Regions from separate parts of the Arachis hypogaea genome. Here region 2 is linked to region 1. Evidence: chromatin contacts called from public Hi-C data. All regions are on one chromosome and are shown on one strand. The core of a region is the stretch at or near the end of the contact, and the rest is flanking DNA. Distances in the headings are between cores, read along the strand shown.

Evidence for each region. Hi-C and Micro-C count contacts between places; a contact is called where the count stands out from the background.
Region 2: a contact with region 1 is called in a Hi-C map of leaf, with 2.7 times the contacts expected there. The contact joins the promoter of LOC112784126 here to the promoter of LOC112784255 in region 1. A contact is called at or near these places in 2 of 8 Hi-C or Micro-C datasets (both in leaf).

Annotation. Positions count from the first base shown.
Region 1 is chr20:109,211,807-109,215,944 of arahy.Tifrunner.gnm2.J5K5, forward strand. It overlaps LOC112784255 (cellulose synthase A catalytic subunit 6 [UDP-forming]), which reads right to left and starts at 2,173. Exons shown (of 14, transcript XM_025827411.2): 1 at 1,098-2,173; 2 at 148-343; 3 at 1-66. The coding sequence starts at 1,178.
Region 2 is chr20:109,490,630-109,494,767 of arahy.Tifrunner.gnm2.J5K5, forward strand. It overlaps LOC112784126 (iron-sulfur assembly protein IscA-like 1, mitochondrial), which reads right to left and starts at 1,914. Exons shown (of 4, transcript XM_025827245.3): 1 at 1,446-1,914.

The DNA of each region.
Region 1 (4,138 bases), core at 923-3,422:
ACTCAAACTCATTGTCTAAATCATCAATATCATCCTCGTCTTCATCACCTTCAACCCTGGGACTACCTGTAATTCATTGATTAATTAGTATTCGGCACAGTAAAACTAAGTTGTCAAGGAGAGATAATAACATAGCAACAATTTCACCTTTGATGCGTTTGTATCTGGTTTTACACTGTGGACATGCTTGATTCCCTTCTCGTCTCTCGTACTCATAGCAAGGCCGACAAACGGGGAATGCACACTCATTGCACGCAACAAACGGCTCCCCGTCCTCTGTGATTTCTATCTCATCCCCACATATCTGACATTTCTGTCCACTCAATTCTTGGACAGACTTAATCTGATAAGAACAAATGCAGACAAAAAAGGTGTAATTAGCTTTGAGTTCTTCAGTTGTGCAATATTTTAGAAAATTGAAAGATCCATTCCTATTGGCATCTTAGTATCTACATTAAACTAATAATTCCCATGAATGTTTAAACATTTTTGTGAATGTGACACGATCTAAGAGTCCAACTTTGCCACAAACCAATCTAATCTGATTTTAAACCCCAGGAGAACCCACAATCCTGAACTCCCAATACCAGAAACTCAAAAGCAAATTGGTTTATGACCAACAATTTAGGGGGTTAAACAAGAATAGGAATTCAATACTTGAAACAATTATCAAGGTTAGCTCCTAGCTACCAAAACGGAACGGGACCCTTATCCTCAACCAATGAATGAAGGCATAGAGACAAAAATGGCCAAGGTTAGCACAGAACCTCATCAAAACTAAGCGTTTTGTCAGAAGTACACGTTGCCATTGATTCATCGAAGAAAACCCAAACGCGAAATCATGTACTTCATATCCCACCGACAGTTTAGAAGAACAGAATAATAAAACAAAGCAAACAATAATATATGTAAAATCTGCGTTTATAGCCAAAGAATTAGAAGAAAAATACGCAGAGATTAGTTGCATAAAAAGTTATCAAACCCTATTATTGAAGCAGCCAACAAACCCAGAAGAGAACAAAAAAAGAATGCTTTATTGAGATGGAAATGAGAAAGAACAGATGAAAAATTAAATGCAATTGAATGGGAGAGCTTACTCTTGCATTCTCATCGGCATTGATGAGGACGAACTCGTTCCTGTTGTGGGAACCAGCAACGAGTCTACCACCAGTGTGCATCACTATTACCAGTCAATGTTGTTTAGATCAACACCAAAATCACCCAATGCTGCTATCAATACAGGCTCTGAGAGAAGATCCTAGAAGACACGCATACATGAAAACCAAAATGGACTATTTCTCCGTTCGATGCAAGTAACTCTGGAGGTTAAGACGAAAAAAGTAACATAAATGAGCGAAAGAAAGGCAAGGCTTTTGGAGTTGGTGTGTGAGTGTACTTTGATTCCTTGAGAAGCCAAGTTCCCTCTTGAAGCTGTAACCAGGCTGTTCGCAATCTATGCCAGAGAGAGAAAGAGAGATAGAAGGAAAAAGAAAAGAAAGAAATAAAGAGGAGTAAAACAAAGTATAGATAGTGTTTATGTGGAAGGTTGCGAATACGCGTAAATGCGTAATAGAGAAGGTATAGAGAGAGAGGGAGAGAGAAATAGAGATCGAGAATATTATAAAAGGGGAAGAGGAAACAAAAAAAAAAAAACAAGAAAATTAGAGAGTGTGTATGTGAGTGATGTAAGGTGGGGCCCGGGCGATGGTGGTGGCGCTGGGCTGTATCGCCCCACCGGAGTTGGGTGAAAACCTTTCTACTACAGATCAAATTAATTATGTCTTCCCCTTTGAGAGGTATGAAATGTAAAAGAGTGAGTGGGTTTAGAGAGAGAGAGAGAGAGGGAGTTGGAATTAAAGGGAAAGGAAGATAGTGGGAAGTATGTTCTGCTCCCGCGGCGTAGATTCATGGCCTTTCAAATATTGTGAAAATTACCTTCACTCCCTCCATCTCACGCGCCTTCTATACATGAACATTTCATTACTACTTCACAATTCAGAAACCAATAGGATAGGGGAGGCGATAGATAGGTGTGCGGACCACAGCTGGACTCTGTTGACTGTGCCTCTGTGCTTTGCCTTTACTACTACTATATTATTCATTATTCATTCATTAATCGCCCAATGTGATTAGCTCCCTTTCTGCTTTCCAGATCTGCAGCTTCATATCTACTAGTTGAAACTCTTTTAAACCACGCATCATTATTAAGGCTGCGTTTGTTTCTAAAAACAGGATAGGAAAAGATACTGATGATAGATAAAAATATAAAATTTTGGTATTTTTATATTTTATTTAGTGATAAACTAAAACAAATTATAAAAATTTAATTTATTCTCATTTTTTTCATTCAAAAAATTTGAGATGAAAAATATAACAATAAAAATATAATTATAAAAAATTAATAAGAATAATGAAAGAAAAAATAAAAAATAAGTTGTGTTCCTTGTTAGTGTCTCTGTATTCTTCCTGTCAGGATGGACACAAATACACTAATTCAGTGTCTCTGGACACATTGTCTTTGTCCATGTCTTCTCTGTCAAACACGATTTTGTGTCTCAGTGTCCCTGTTTTAGTGTCCTATCTCTGTAAACAAACGCAGCCTAATAGATCATTCTCGAATTAATATAATTAGATAGAACTTGTGATTAAAAGATGAGATGAGAGAGGGAGAGAGAGAGGGGGTGGAAAACACAGGGAGGGGTAGAATTAGGCAATTTCGTAAAGATCCGAGGGTTTGGAATCGAGAAGAGTACTGTAGATTGGAAAACGAATCGTTCTCTATCTTTGTAGATCATCTTCCTGAAGACATATCAAAGAGCTAGCTGTACCACTTGTTCAACTAGACTGGCGAATAAATGATATTTATCTCTCACGAAAACAAAAAAATGGTAATATGTACATTTTTGCGTTCATCCGGTATACAACGAAGGGTGGAGCCACAAAAGCTATTGTGGAGATGAATAGAATGAGGTTACGAGAAAAGGTTGTTTCAGTAGGAGAAGCGAGGTATAGACGAACAAATGAAGTGGAGAATGTTAAGAGGCATGAAGTGGAGGGCGATGGCCGGAAAATTGCTCATCATCAATCTCAACATGAGGAGGGTCTGAAGGTTTCAGGGAAGAGTATCGAAGAGCGTAGGAGACAGGCAGAAGCAGGGAAAAAAGAAGATCCACATGGCAACGGGTGGACGAAGAAGATGGAGGTTCCTGTGGCAAAGGAGAATCTTGAATGGCTACAGAGGAGTCTAATAGGCGGAACTACAAAGGCTATTGACAATAGATCCTTGAAGACTATAATTAGAAAGAACTTCCCTCAGGTTGTACAAGTACGAGAACTTGGAGCCTACAAAGCACTCATGACCTTTGACAGCGTTTTGAGTGCAGAAGAAGTCTACACGTTCAAAATGAATAATTTGCTGCAACTTTTTCATAACGTCTAGAGATGGGATGAGGAGGAACGTAGTGAAACTCGAAGGGTATGATTAGAGTGCTTTGGGGTCCCTCTGCACACGTGGTCAGCAGAGACGTTCAAGATAATAGGAAGCCATTGGGGAGAAGTTATTGGATGCGACGAAGCTACGGAATCATGCCTGTCGTTCAGTGTGGGACGGGTACAAATCGATACTTGTATTATGGACACAATTAAAGAGTGGATTCACATCACAATTGGAACTAGTGGATTCGACGTCCTAGTTAAAGAGGTGGGGCAGGAGAGTTATGGTCGGGAATGTAAGCTTCGAGAGGTAGACAATTCTTGTCCCCTAAAATCATGCGAGAATTTGGTTGCTAGCAGTTCGAGCACCATAGTTCCGGTGGCAAGCAGGGATCCGGTGGTTGAGCTGATGACGGCGGTGCCAAGGAAAGAAGAAGTGGACGAGGGTAGAGTAGTAATTTTTGAGAACATATTGAATGAATGGAGTTATTGCAATTCAATTCAATTTCAAAAATCAAAAGAAACGGATGATCCTAATTTAGAAGGAAGTGCTGATTTGAGAGGATATAATGATTTGCTAATAAATGATGCTGAATCCGAAAATACTATTACTTGGGATTACGGCATTGATGGGCTGAAGAAAGATAACTATTGGAGGGAAACAGGACAGCAAAAAAAGCTTGTTGGCTGGCCCAATAGAGTGTTT
Region 2 (4,138 bases), core at 664-3,163, 280 kb after region 1:
TAACGAGAACAACAAATTAAATTGACCGATACTATCATCTAGCCAATAACAAAATTTTGTTAACAGCAACCCAATGAAAAAAACAATTAATTAAGATCAACAACATAAACTAAGATCAAAATAATAAGATCAAGATAAAAAACAAACCACAACAAGTACAATTTATCAAATTAACAAGTTATTAAAATGTCAAAAGCAGCACAACAACCTAACAATCGCAATTTACAAGATCAAGAACCGCCCCAGAACAACAATTTATCAAAGTAACAAGTTAGAAAGATCAAGAACATAACAAAACAAGTTAACAAAACAAGTTAATATAGCAATACAACGACAAAATAAGAACTAGAACTGCAACCTATTAATTAAAACAACCACCAACTAAAACAAGATCTGCATCCTCCATCCATTCATTGTTCTGCACAATTATCCCCAATTTAACCAAATTGATACTATCATCTAGTCAATAACAAAATTTAGTTAACAGCAACTCAATGATAAAAACAATGAATTAAGATCAACAATATAAACTAAGATCAAAATAACAATAATAAGATCAAGAACAAACCACAAAAAGTACAATTTATCAATTAACAAGTTACTAAAATGTCAAAAACAGCACAACATCATCAAGAACATCCCCAGAACAACAATTTAAAATTCAAAATTTTACTATTTCACATAGTAACTAGTTCATATTTTATTATTAAATATTCATAATAAAAGATTTTTAATTAATTTCTAAGCTCTAATCAAGCTCAATTGCTTGAGAATCAAAATAAACACTCCAAAAGAATCAGAACAGAATGGTGATGAGAAAAGGAGAAAATTAATTGTGATATAAGAAACAAAGAAATGAATTCATAGACTTAGAATTGAAAACAGAATTATTAAGAATCAATACACAGATCATATTATTTTGAACTAAAAATTAAATCACACTTCCAAACATAAGGTTTGTACTATATATATATATATGGAAGCTATTGACCTGAAACAGAATAACATTCAAGAGTCTAACTCCTCTTCTTTCACTCTTTCTTGAAGAAAATCTTATTCTATTACATTTTTATCCTCAATACTAATCAATTATTCAACAAAAGTCAGAATCCAAAAACTTCTCAGCATCCAAAATCATTCAAAGCCAGAGAATCCAAAAACAGCAAAACTAAGCAAAAAATCCAAATTCAGCATCCAAACTAAATTCAGAATCACATCAGCAACAATCCCAATTAGAACACAATTATTTCAGAAAATCGGCAACTCAGAATATCAAAATTATTTTAAAAAAATTTAACAAAACACCATCAACCATCATCCATCCAAATTTAACAAAATAAATAAAAATGAACAAAAGCAGAAAAATCAGCAACTCAGAATCAGATTTCAGCAACTCGGTCAAATTAACAAAACAAGAAAACATAAATTGAAGCAGTTTTGCTTACGGCGGCGAGGGAGGAAGGGAAGTGACGGCCAGGGAGGAAGGAAAGTGAACTCGGATAGAGAGAGGCTCGAAGACAGGTTGACGCGCACGAGAGAGAGGCGGGAGGCTCGACGACGAAGACAGAGACACAAGTTCAGGGTGGCCGACGACGAGGACAGAGGTGGCGACGCCCAGCTCCGAACAGACCTGGCGACGCGAGGAGAAGGGATCCAGGAGAAGAGGATAGCGACGGCGGGGCTGGACGCTGGCTGAGGAGAAGAGTTCGGCGACGGCGAAGCCGGGCGCTGGCTGCTGCTGCTGGCGGCGATGAGAGAGAGAGAGAGGGGGCGTTAGCTATTGTGAAGGGGTTTCTTTGTGAGAGAGAAGGAACCCCGTTTTTTTTTCTCTCTTTTAGTCTTTTTTTTTTTTTTTAGACTATCTTGGTGGAACCGTGTATAACATATAAACGATTTTTGAGTATACATTTGTATAACAATTTATATAATGATATAATTTTTATATGATGATTTAAATTAATGTTAAATTACTTTTGAAATTTTTTTATATCAATTTCAAAATGAATTCATTGAATAAATATTAAAATTTTAAAAAGCTTAACGTGAATTTAAATAAACTATAAAAAAACAAAGTATGTGTTTGAATTATAATTTACAAATAGAATTTTGTATAAAATTGATTTTGTAAAATTGATTTTGATAAAAAATAAGTTTATGTTAATGTGATTTATATTTGACAATCTTTATATCAAAATAAATTATAGTAAAATAAATATTGTTTGGATTATACTACTCAAAATCATTTTTAGATGAAAAATTACTAAGAGAGACATCAATTTAAATATTTTTTTAGAGTTATACTACGATGTACACTAAAATCAGCCAATAAAGTCGGCCACCAGTATAAAATACATGCTAGAATGAATATAAATACAAATTAAAAATAAATTAAATTACACATATATTTATACACAAATACATTGGTGGCTGGTTTTGGTGTATATATAACATTTTTATTTTTTTTTATGAAAACTCTAGGGGGACAGCAACTTTGTTAAATTATGGCCAGCATGTAACCAGCAAAGAAAAATGAGCCATTAGATGAAATTTCACACAAATTTCACACCATTAAAACCATCATTGATGGCTATTTGATGACTACAAATCACAAAAGTTGCTGGCTCCTAACATTCCTCTTTTTTTTATATATTATCCTATCATCTTAATTTAGATATTTTTATAAGAAAATCAATATTTATTTACTAAATTAAAGTAACATGTAAAAGTTAACAAAATATATTTTATACTAAAATTAAAAAATATATTTTATTACCTATGAATAATTTTTTATTTAATTTGTCTTTTTAAATGAGATTATAATTTATATTATAAAAAAATTACAATAAAACATAATATATGAGTATTATAATTATAAATTTTATTGAACTGAATAAAAAATAAAAATTTCAACCAAAACAAAAATATTAGACATAAAAAATCGTCAAATATAAAAAAAATTACTAAGAACAAAGAAACAGTAAGAATTGCAAAAAATAATAATATACATAAAAAATCAGAACACTAACAAAAATAATATAAAAATTATTTATCATATAAATAAAATAAATATTAAAAAAAAGAGTACTATAAATTTTATAATATAAAACAAAAAAAATATTCTATAATTTTTTTAGTACTATCTGTATTCTTTTATTTAGTATTATTTTATATTATAAATTTTATTATTTATAATTCTATTGTGACTTATAATTTTATTTTTATACAAAACGGAAATAGAGTACATCAAAGAATAAAAAAAATCATACAGATAAGAAACAATAAAAATTTCATAAAACCAACAACATATATCTAATGAACAAAAAACATAAAAATTAAAATATAAAAGACAACACTAAAAATAATAAAAAAAATTAAAATATTCACCTTACTAGTGATTGAAACAGATTTTGATGAAAAAAAAAATAGAACTAAGAACTACGAAGAACTAGAAAGAAGTACTGTGAAGCCTTGAAGGTAATGGTTACTAGTATCCTTTTTATAGAAGAAAATAAAAGGTAGGATTGATAGAAAAGAAATAAATTTTTTACCTAATTTTTTAACGGTAATCAGTCACCATAAATATGAACGCAGAAACAATAAATTTTAGCTTCACGTGAATGTGCGTTCAGATGTGGAATCACTTATGTGTTCAGAGTTGCCAAACATAAAGATAAAACGTTCAACAGAGTTAAACACACTTTTTTCTTTTTCAATAGGTTTGCCAAACACACCCGACTCATGCAACAAAAAGAAGAAAGGAATATGAATAAACCACTGCTCGTCTTGGATCTTCAAAAAAAAAATACCGTTGTAATGGACTTAGCATCAACATCACTAACACATATTAATGGAACCAAGTACTATTTATACTTAATATGTAAATGAAATCTATAGAAGATGATTCACTAGAAAATGAAGTATAGTGACTAGAAGCCCTTTTCTTCGGTCATGATTCTTCACAACAGTGTTCTTCATGAAGCTCTTATTCTCTAACTCTCTAAAACTCACCAAATTCAACATGGTGCGGTGAGCGTGGACAGAAAGTTAGGTTAGAATCGAGCTTCAAGAGAGGAACGAAGATCAAATCCTTTTTCTTAAAAAATCAATGCGATTTTCTGCAATTTTCTGCGATTCTTTT